Regions from separate parts of the Mus musculus genome. Here all the other regions are linked to region 1. The links are chromatin contacts, called in public Hi-C and HiChIP or PLAC-seq maps. All regions are on one chromosome and are shown on one strand. Each heading gives the region's core, a stretch centred on a gene start, on an enhancer-like site or on the middle of the called end of the contact. The rest is flanking DNA. Distances are from core to core; before and after follow the strand shown. Region 1 has its middle 17 kb from the start of Foxo3. Region 2 overlaps Foxo3 (forkhead box O3). Region 3 overlaps Foxo3 (forkhead box O3).

Region 1 (3,075 bases), core at 151-2,650:
GAACTCACTCTGTAGACCAGGCTGGCCTTGAACTCAGAAATCCGCCTGCCTCTGCCTCCTGAGTGCTGGGATTAAAGGCATGCGCCACCACAGCCCCACAAGTCTCTCGGTTCTTACATCCCCTGTTCCCTTTTCATTAGAAACAAAGCTAAGGAAAAACTGCCAACACCTCCTGCTGGCAAGAAATCGCACCTTAGAGGTACAGGTACCAGCCTCCTCTGTCCCCCTTGACTGAAGCATGCCCACTCTCACCAAAAAGAATGAGCCAGATAGGAAAAGAACCTTCTTAGTCTCTATTTAGGTATTTTGATGTTTGGAGACAGGGTCTCACTATATAGGCCAGGCTGGCTTTAACTTGACATCTCCTGCTTCCACTCGCCACGTTCTAAGACTAGAGGCATGTACCAGCACACCTGGCAGAATCCCCCCTTGGAAGCAGATGTGCTTTTATGAAGACCCCAACATGTCTTCTGGGTTTTATAACCAGTTCCACTTCTCCATACTAATCTAGCATAACTCTTAAAAGATTGAATAGTGACTCACCCCAGGGATGAATTGAGTCTCACGGTCGGGGTCTTGTTTTCCTGAGAGCCTCAACCTTCAGAACCACCTTGGGAGGTGAAGTGGGGTCGGCCAGTGGAGCTCTCAGCAAGCACTTGACCAGCTGTTTTGCCTGTGTGAGCCCTGCAATTACCTAGGGTGGGTTGGTCTGCTTTGCAACTACATCTATTAGCCTCAATCTTCAGTGCCGCTGGCCGCTGTGATCATGGTTGGAAGCATCCAGAGATGCTGTCTGACATCCGTCTCTCTCTGGGTATCATCAGTAACCCCTTAGCTGTGTGCTCCCTACCCTTGCTGCTGCCAAGTGCCACTGCCCCCACCTCTCCCCTGGATCTTTGCAAAATGGCCAACATAGGGGTTATGTCTGTGTGCATTCAGCCACACAGCAGGGCCACCAGTCTGTGCTGCCAAGCAGCGGCGGGTGCCTGCATGTGATTGCAGCTTTCAGAACATGCCTTGCGCACTCCAAAGCATTATACCAGAGGCAAGTCTCCACTTTCGCTCTTAAGTCCCTTTCTTGTAAACCACCAGGCTTGCTCAAGATGACCATTCCAGAAGCCTCTCTCACAGACACAGCTCAGACTGCTATCCAGGCTTTTCTGCTCCACCGGAGAGAGCACCACAGTTGCCCCTGGAGCACTGTGACCCCCAGAACAACTGAGCACTTGACCTCCTTATCTCTAGTGTCCGTCCTGGTAAGCCTTACTCCTTTGGTTTTCTACCTCTTGGCCACTACCCAGGAAGCTCTGGGAGGGGCAGAAGGGAACAGAAAGACCTCTGAGGAAGGCTCAAACATACAGTTCCATTACATTGCTCAAGACACCAAGAAACCACAGTACAAGTGCGTTGGGGAGGGTGACCTTACCCGAGCCCACACACCCACCCACACACAGCTGGTTGGCTGACTGGCCAGAGGCAGCTGCTTCTCAGCAACTTCTAGTACAATGAGTCACCTCTAAAACAGGACCCTTAACCTGCCCTGATGGGGACACTCAGACGTACTCAGGAGGGGTAAATTCTTTCCAATGGACCAGGATGAAGGAGCCATCATTTTCACACAATGCCATGAAGGTTCCCTCAGATGAACGAGTGCTTCTTCTATTTACCCACAACTCGAGGCCCTCTAGGTCAATCCTGCCTTGTTTCCAGCTAACAGGGAGAGGCCAAGAGGGCCTGGCTCAGTGGAAACCACTCAGATCTCAACCACACTTCCTGGGTTCCAGTGTTTCTCATGGGGAAATGAGTATTTTAATTGACTGGCACCTGCCAAGGGTTGGCTTTGTCTGAATGTTTGTAACCCAGCTGGGGACACTAGCTTACCATACTAGGAATGACATTGGGATTCCAAACATGTTTGGCACACATCCCAAGGTCTATTGCTAGTAAGAATCCAAGACACCTGCATGTGTGGCAGATGATGGGTACAGGCAGCATGGCACATGACATCCCTTTTCTAGAAACACTTATATCTGCTGGGCTCAGTCTCACTGGTTTTATCACGGTGTGGCTGACCACAACAGGGCCCCAACTTTGTAGGCAGAGAGGGAGAAGAGCACAGAATCGCAGTGCCCATTTCTTGTTGGCAGCTTTCAAGATCACACTGGGAAGTGTGATTGCATTAGCCTGCACCTTGTTACCAAGAAAACTAGAGAAGAAAGGAAGGAAGGAAGGAAGGAAGGAAGGAAGGAAGGAAGGAAGGAAGGAAGGAAGAGAGGGAGGGAGGGAGGAAGGAAGGAAGGAAGGAAGGAAGGAAGAGAGGGAGGGAGGAAGGAAGGAAGGAAGGAAGGAAGAAAGAAAGAAAGAAAGAAAGAAAGGAAGAGGAAGGGAAGGGAAAGGAAAGGAAAGGAAAGGAAAGGAAAAGAGAGAAAAAGGAAAGGAGAGAAAAGGAAAAGAGAGAAAAGGAAAGGAGAGAAAAGGAAAGAAAAGAAAAGTATTTTCTAACTAGGTGCCAGGGCACTGTGATAGGTTTCATCAGAGGCAGAGACTATGCTTGAATTTCTGATCTTCTCCTGCCATCTTGTGGCTGGGAGGACGAGCTTGCTCTAAAGACAAGGAGATGAAGGCAGGGAAGAGAAAAACAGTGCTGTGGCAGCCCAGTGACTTGCTGGGGTTCACTGCCCACCACTCTACATATCAATACTCATGTAGGAGTGTGTATTATGTGTATGTATTATGTATTATGCATGTATATATATATATATATGTGTGTGTGTGTGTGTGTGTGTGTGTGTATATTATGTCTGTATGTGTATGCGTAATATATGTATGTGTGTATATGTCTGCCTGTATGTATATATTATGTATGTGTGTATGCATGTATGTATGTATATGTATGTTTGTATATGTGTGTATGTATGTGTGTATATATGTATATATTTGTATGTGTTTATGCATAATGTATATGTATGTGTGTATATATGTATGTATATGTGTATTGACAGGGTTTTATCATGTAGCCTAAGCTGGCCTTGAACTCTCAGTAATCCTCTGGATTCACTCCCCTGAGTGTTGAGG
Region 2 (3,362 bases), core at 92-2,591, 74 kb before region 1:
CCTCCTACATGCTGGAATCACAAGCTTGTACCATCAGCCAGGACCAGCCCTGTGCTCGCTCCAGACTCAGTTTTCCTCTTGTGTCCTGCACTGCTCACCCAGAGGAACCTCGAGAATCTATGCTTCATGTCCCCAGGGCACGCATCACACCTAAAAGAGAGGCTGAGTGGTTAAGAGCAAGCCCTGGCTGCTCTAGCAGAGGACCTGTGCTCAGTTCCCAGAAGCCATGTGGTGGCTCACAACTATCTGTAAGTCCACTTCCAGGGGATCTAATGCCTTCTAAGGCCTTCTTCTGGCCTGTGGGGAACACCAGACACGCTCATGATACAGGCACAACATGCATGCAGACAACACTCACACACGTTAAATACATTTAAAAACAGGCAACAGAACATAAGCTGTTATGCATGTAATGTGGTACAACAATAAATACTTCCGCTGGGGGAAACCTCAGAGCCTATGCGACACTCAGAACCCCGACTCTGCTCATTCTCAGCATGTGACTCACACTCAGTGGTTCAACTCCAAATGTCCAGGACACTGAAGAGTTACCAGGGTGCCTAGGCTCTGTAAGTTCTCAAACTCTTTCAGGGAGTACAAGGCTGGGAACAGGGGCAGTGTGAAATGTGAGGCTCAATGGGGGTGGGGGAGGGGCTTCCCGTCTGAGCAGATTCAGCTTCCTGGGTTTCATCAAGGAACGGTATCATCATCAGGTCGTACTCTTACTCTAGCCCTCCTCCTGAAACTTTCCAGAGATGTCCATACATGTCTAACCAAGGAGGCCACCTCCCAACATGCAGTGATAAAAAGGCTGGGCTGGGTTAGTCCACTTCTTTCTCAGAATGCAACGTATCACACACCTCATGTCCAGTTGGAAGCACCCCCACTGAGCAGCTCATGCCGCCTGTAACCCTAGCTCCAAGGGGATATGTCGCCTGAGGCTTCCATAGGTACCTGCACTCACTTATACGTACTATCTACATGCGAAATCTACAGGTAACGTCTACATGTATGTGTACATGGGCACATACTCACATGTAGATACACACATACACATAACTAAAAAATAAGTAAAAAATTTCCAATAAAGTCAAATAAAGACACAAGGTCTTAGGGGGCTTAATGTACTCTCTATCCCCTGACCCCAGGCCGTCCCAACACGGGGAGGGGCTATGATCAGAGAGCAATATTGAGCCTATGGGGCAAGCATGCTGTGTGTGTGTCCCCACCCAAACTTCTCCTCTTTAAAGCTTCTCTGGAAAGGTGTAGTGAAAGGACAGCCGAGCCTAGCTCATGTCTGCATTCCCCCGCTCGCTTGATCACTTGACAGGATGAAGCTCGCTTGATCGTGTGCAGTGGGTGGTGCTTGATGCACCCAACACCTGCAAGTGCATTAAGTCACACAGAGAATGAGACATGGCACAGGGAATGTATTCCTTGTCAGAAACCAGGGGACGGAAGAAGGTGCCCATCACACTGTAGAGGCAGCCTACACACACCCACCCACACCATGTACACACACACCACACACACTCACACCCACCCACACACACCACATACACACACACCACCCCCACTCACACCCACCCACCCCCACCCACACCCACCCACCCCCACACAGACACACACACCCACACACACACACACACACACACACACACACACACACACACACACCAGAGCTGGCTGTTTCTCTAAAGAGAAGCCAAAATGGAAAGGAAGCAAAGCCTGGGCCTTAACCTCAACCACCCTGGGGACAGTTCAGGAAATGAGCAGACAGGTCCTGCCCTTTCGAGGTCCTCCCTCCGCACAGCTCCTCCTGTGCGTCTCGGGGGCTTTGGCTGGCATGAGGTCACCACTTCCTTACCCCTCAGCTCAGTCTTATCTCTGGAATCCTGAGTCACCTGGGGCAATATCCTCTTATCACCTGGAAGAACAGCCTTTCCAGCACCCATCCATCCTTATAACCTCACTGTGCCTGTACATGGACTTGCAGTGTAAGTTGCTACTGTTTCATTTTCTCCATGTCTTATTCTACACTATTAACTAACGTTATTGAGGAAGAAACTCAAACACAGGGGTGACATTATTTCCTAAGGTCAAATAAGCAGAGCAATGTGAGCAACCTAGCAGTAGAGCCTACTCCAGTGGTATGTAACGAAGTCACAGGCTTCTGTCCTAGTAGTCAAAACTCCTGTGTGATTAAAAACGTGAGTGGCCCAGTCAGAGGGAAGGGTCTGCAGTCTGCTCTGAGCAGCTGGTCCCCAGATCTAGGAGATTCAACTTTCCTTTTAAGAGGTTGCAACCAAACTGACTCCTGTATAGTAAGAAAAGCAAAAAAATAGCACAAAGGTATAGACAAAGGCCATTCATTAGGTAATCTCCCCCTCACCAGCCATTTAAAACTGGAAACTGAGAACCGATCATGTTCTTAATGTCTGAAAGAAGAAAACGCAGCACGTGACTGTCCTCCACATGAGAGTGCGGCACCCGGCATCAAAGAGTGCATTGTGCTACACACACACAACGGGGGCAGACTTGTAATGACGCAAGTATGTGACCTTCAGGCAGCAAACACACTGTCTGCTACCCTAATACGTTCTAGCTTTTACTGTAGAAACAGTTTTCTCAGCATCTCCTAGGCTCTACAGACCTTAAATACTATCTTGTCTACAGTAAACATACAATCTTTTTTTTTTAAAGTCAGCTAATCGGACAAATTCCTCCTCTCCCCCTATGTCTTGCACTTGAATCAGTTTCTTACAAAGCTGGGCTCAGGATCATTCACTGTGATTACCTCTGTTTCCTTAACCATGGCAACCCGCACTGTAACTGCTCACTATCCCTCCACTCGGTGTACGTGGGCACAGAGCACACAGCACGTATTAACCTGGACCCCACTGAACATCGTGCTCAGCGGGTGATGCATTTATGACAGGACTCTCCTCCTATGTTTAAGTCCCCAGCTAATGATGCTACCACGCTAACATCCCATGTCAGAGGTGTTCCCAGCTGACGGCCACTTTAAAGTTCCAGCGTCCGTCCTGGTGAAATGGAGAACCCCTGTCCAAGCCAAGGTTACTCCAAAAGAAAGGTGCTGGGTGTCCCGCCCCCAGGAGCTCCTGCCTCCCTGGACACTCTATCAGAAGGCTCAGTCGGGGGCAACAGGGTCAGTGGGCGAGAATGGCTAGCCTCGCTCAGACATGGGAAGCTACAGAGCTCTGAGGGCCCGTTCTAACTGGGTTAAGAGAGGATTTTTCACAGACTGTGATAAAACGCCGTGCAGGAAAGCAGGAGCACGTTAATCTGGGAAAGGCCATTTCTGAGACTTTTTCAGACTGCTAACCTCCCTCCTCAGGCTT
Region 3 (3,125 bases), core at 530-3,029, 100 kb before region 1:
ACTGAATTCCTTGAAAGCGGGACAGTCTTCACAACGGTGAGTGCCGGGAACACTCGCTACTTCAGGAGCATCGCCTTAGGCACAGAGTTTGCTCTCGAGAGCACAAATCCTTGTGACTGAAAGACAGTGTTCCCAAAGAGAGCTTAAAGTAAAAACACAACACAAAACAAAACAGGTTCGCATGAAGCCTTAGCTAAGTGAAGGAGCCAGGCTCTTTGAGTGGCCGGCCCCTACTTTCCTCCCTGCTCACTGCAATCCCCAGATGCTGCAGGTTCTAGGACCTCCGGCACCCAGCAGAGCCTTCTGCTTGCGGAGCACAAGTGCAGACTGATAATGCTTCCAGGAAGAAAACTCCTGTTTCTTGTAAGATGAAACTGAGTAAAAGGCGCATATAAACATTCAACAGACTCTCACCCATGGAATCAGTCTTCCTGTGTTTCTGTACAGCCCACCATATAAAGCCCTCAAATCCCACCATTAAAGGTCTTGCTACTCAGTCTCATGCTGCTGTCACAGGAAGAGATCCACCATCTACAGAAGAGAACTGGAGCCTTGAAGAAATGTTCACAGACCTAAGCCATGACCTGAATAGTTCCTATTTACCTTGCCCGGGTGTGACCCTGGGGTGAGGTGGGGTGAATTATGACAGCATGCAGGGTGAGACACTCACGGCCTCCTGAAGGTGGGTGGAGTGGAGACACCACCTCACTGAGGGGCCGGGTCCCAGGCACAGAAGACGGTTCACCAAAGTCCTCTTTCCTATTTTAGATATATACGTTGGATCTTGAGAGACTAATTTTCCAACAGAACAAAAATCAGTTCTTCAGATTCCAGAGTTCAAACTACACATCCATCTCTAAAGTAGGATCAAGACATAGACAGGGTGAAACAGATGAGGGCCAAAGCCCAGCGAGGAGGGAAACCAGAGTGAGCAGGAAGGACGGACCGGATGCTGGGTCTCCTCAGGCGGAGAGCTTTGCCCACACTCTGCCTTCCCGTGGAGCCCACCTCTGTGCCCCCCTGCACTGCAGAGCAGCCTGAAGGGAACTCCACTGGCCACGGCACTCAGCGACAGCTAGCGTTCTACTTCCACCACCTAACAGGCCCATCAGCACATTTTTGACTATTTATGACTGTTGGTCTGCACGGCTTTCTGATCATTTCCAAACATACAAAAGATCAACGGATGCTCCAGTGAGCCTCTGGGCCATGTTCTTTACTAGAGGCCCCAAAGAGTGAGTTAGGATTTTGACTTCGAACCTAAGTGTAAGAGTGCCTCTGGCTGGGGGTCTCCTTGGCCATTAACTTCCCTAAGGAACCAAATCAAATACTCCAGAGATAAATATTTAGCTGGAAAAAAAAAAGAAAGAAAATGTATGGGCTAGAATCCTTTCACTAGGAAGAGGGTGAAAGAATGGGACAGGGGAGGGGGGAGGGGGAGGAGGCAAAGGGGGACACGGCAGGAGCACAGAAACCTTCAATCAAACAGAGACTGACAATTAGAGCCTGTTCTCTACAAACACTGGCATTACCCGGAGACATCATGACCAAAGACTCTTGCCCTTCAACAAATGAACACCATAGGCTTAAGAGGTCACTAAACAAACAGAAGATCTGGGGTTAGAGTGAGGGTCATGTCTCTTGCTGGGAGGGGAGGAGATAAAAGCAGACCAGACTCTTGTAGCCCAGCAGTTCCTCAGTCTACAGAGCAGTGCTTAGCACTGGGGCAACACCTCGAAGACAGCCTGACCTTTCAGATGTTCACCCAACTGAGGCTTGCCAGAGCCACAGCATGGTGACTGGATTTCCTGTCTTCGTGTTATGCAAAACAAGCGACCACCAGCCCTTAGAGGTCAGACCGTGGGTGCCTGTCAGGACGGAAGAGCCAGGTTTCTTTCCTACAACAGTGGAATAGCTCAGGTTGGCTCTGGCTTCCGAAACAATGGGAGGCAAGGCTTCTCCCACAGTGAAGCCCGACCGCAGCCCCCTTCAGAGATGCTTTCTTTCTTTTTTCTTTTGGTTTTTTGAAACAGAGTTTCTCTGTTATAGTCCTGGCTGTCCTGGAACTCACTTTGTAGTGAACTCAGAAATTCGCCTGCCTCTGCCTCCCAAGTGCTGGGATTAAATAAAGGCGTGTGCCACCACTGCCCAGCTTCAGAGATGCTAAAGGAACACTTTGGTAAGGCTCCAAACCTTACCAGCCCATGCGGCAGAATCTCTCTTTGACAGCCTCTCTAATGTGTACTCCCCAAATGGCAAGCAGGACTTTGAGTGCAAAGCCCCAGAAGGCATGAAAAGAAACCTAAACTAGAGTTGGTTGTCAAGGAAAGCAGCTGCCTTCTGCAAACAGTGTAAGGCTGACTGTGGTCTGCCATGAGATTACGGGATCATGGGAGAAAACATCGTGCCCCACACGTTCTTACAAAAGGGGGGCTCTGCAGGGGAGGTGTAAACGTTTGTCCCTCTGTGTAAGTAAGCCTGGAGAGACTCAGAGACAAATAGCAGGACACCATCCCACAGACCCATCTGCGAAGCTCAGTTTTTCCGCCACAGGGACCCTGTGCAACTCTGGGTGAGCTGCAGAGGTGTTTTCACCTGCAGGTCCCCTCAGAGTAGAGCCCAGAGACAATGTGCTGAGGTGGGTGCTCATCTGAGAAACTGGCCCTTGAAGACAGGCACGAACTAAAGGAGAGGTCTTGCTGGATAGTTAACAAGAAGCTGGCATCTGAGTTCAGCCTGACCTTTGACCTTTGGAGCTCCTGAAGTAGCAGGACCTTATTTTTATGCTCATAGTAAAAACAAGTGGAAAATGTGTAACAGTGAGATTGTAGGCAGGGATGACCAAGAAATTCCAGCATGCTAAGGCATGCTAAGTCATCCGGCATGGGTCTTGTCAAGCTTAAGAGGGCTCACTGAAAGCCCAGACTACAGCCACCAAGTCCCGTCTCCCGCTCCTGTACATGGAAAAGTCCACAAGCATGGGTGAAGGATGGGGCGCTACCCACCCAGGACGTGACGCTACCAACACACAGCTACACATCAGACTCCCAGATCTCCAGAGCCTGTCACAGAGGTTCTTCAGTAAAATGTCACCTGGCCAGGGCTGCTCCTTTTAGCCTCAATGG

What was found. HiChIP or PLAC-seq counts read pairs in DNA pulled down with a chosen protein or histone mark. Hi-C and Micro-C count contacts between places; a contact is called where the count stands out from the background.
Region 2: a contact with region 1 is called in a Hi-C map of the G1E-ER4 cell line, with 2.2 times the contacts expected there. The contact joins two enhancer-like sites. A contact is called at or near these places in 1 of 39 promoter capture datasets (cranial neural crest), 12 of 484 Hi-C or Micro-C datasets (the AML12 cell line, CD4 T cells, the G1E-ER4 cell line and 4 more) and 1 of 115 datasets of contacts at active chromatin or transcription factors (embryonic stem cells).
Region 3: a CTCF HiChIP or PLAC-seq map of CD8 T cells shows a contact between it and region 1, with 5 read pairs. The contact joins two enhancer-like sites. A contact is called at or near these places in 1 of 39 promoter capture datasets (neutrophils), 1 of 15 datasets of contacts at CTCF or cohesin (CD8 T cells), 21 of 484 Hi-C or Micro-C datasets (8-cell embryo, CD8 T cells, ECoMG myeloid progenitors and 9 more) and 4 of 115 datasets of contacts at active chromatin or transcription factors (CD8 T cells, embryonic stem cells, regulatory T cell precursor and 1 more).

What each region holds. Positions count from the first base shown.
Region 1 is chr10:42,292,646-42,295,720 of GRCm38.p6, forward strand. No RefSeq gene overlaps it. Among named protein-coding and RNA genes, the nearest start is that of Foxo3, 17 kb to the left of the region's middle. Within about 2 kb of position 1,401, at least 46 of the 459 cell types and tissues checked have an H3K27ac peak or open chromatin away from gene starts, as enhancers often do. A contact at or near this core is called in CD8 T cells, the G1E-ER4 cell line and muscle stem cells, where this site is marked.
Region 2 is chr10:42,218,835-42,222,196 of GRCm38.p6, forward strand. The region is part of intron 2 of Foxo3 (forkhead box O3); the gene reads right to left. Among named protein-coding and RNA genes, the nearest start is that of Gm38485, 54 kb to the right of the region's middle. Within about 2 kb of position 1,342, at least 103 of the 459 cell types and tissues checked have an H3K27ac peak or open chromatin away from gene starts, as enhancers often do. A contact at or near this core is called in the G1E-ER4 cell line and muscle stem cells, where this site is marked.
Region 3 is chr10:42,191,437-42,194,561 of GRCm38.p6, forward strand. The region is part of intron 3 of Foxo3 (forkhead box O3); the gene reads right to left. Among named protein-coding and RNA genes, the nearest start is that of Gm38485, 82 kb to the right of the region's middle. Within about 2 kb of position 1,780, at least 52 of the 459 cell types and tissues checked have an H3K27ac peak or open chromatin away from gene starts, as enhancers often do. A contact at or near this core is called in CD8 T cells and the G1E-ER4 cell line, where this site is marked.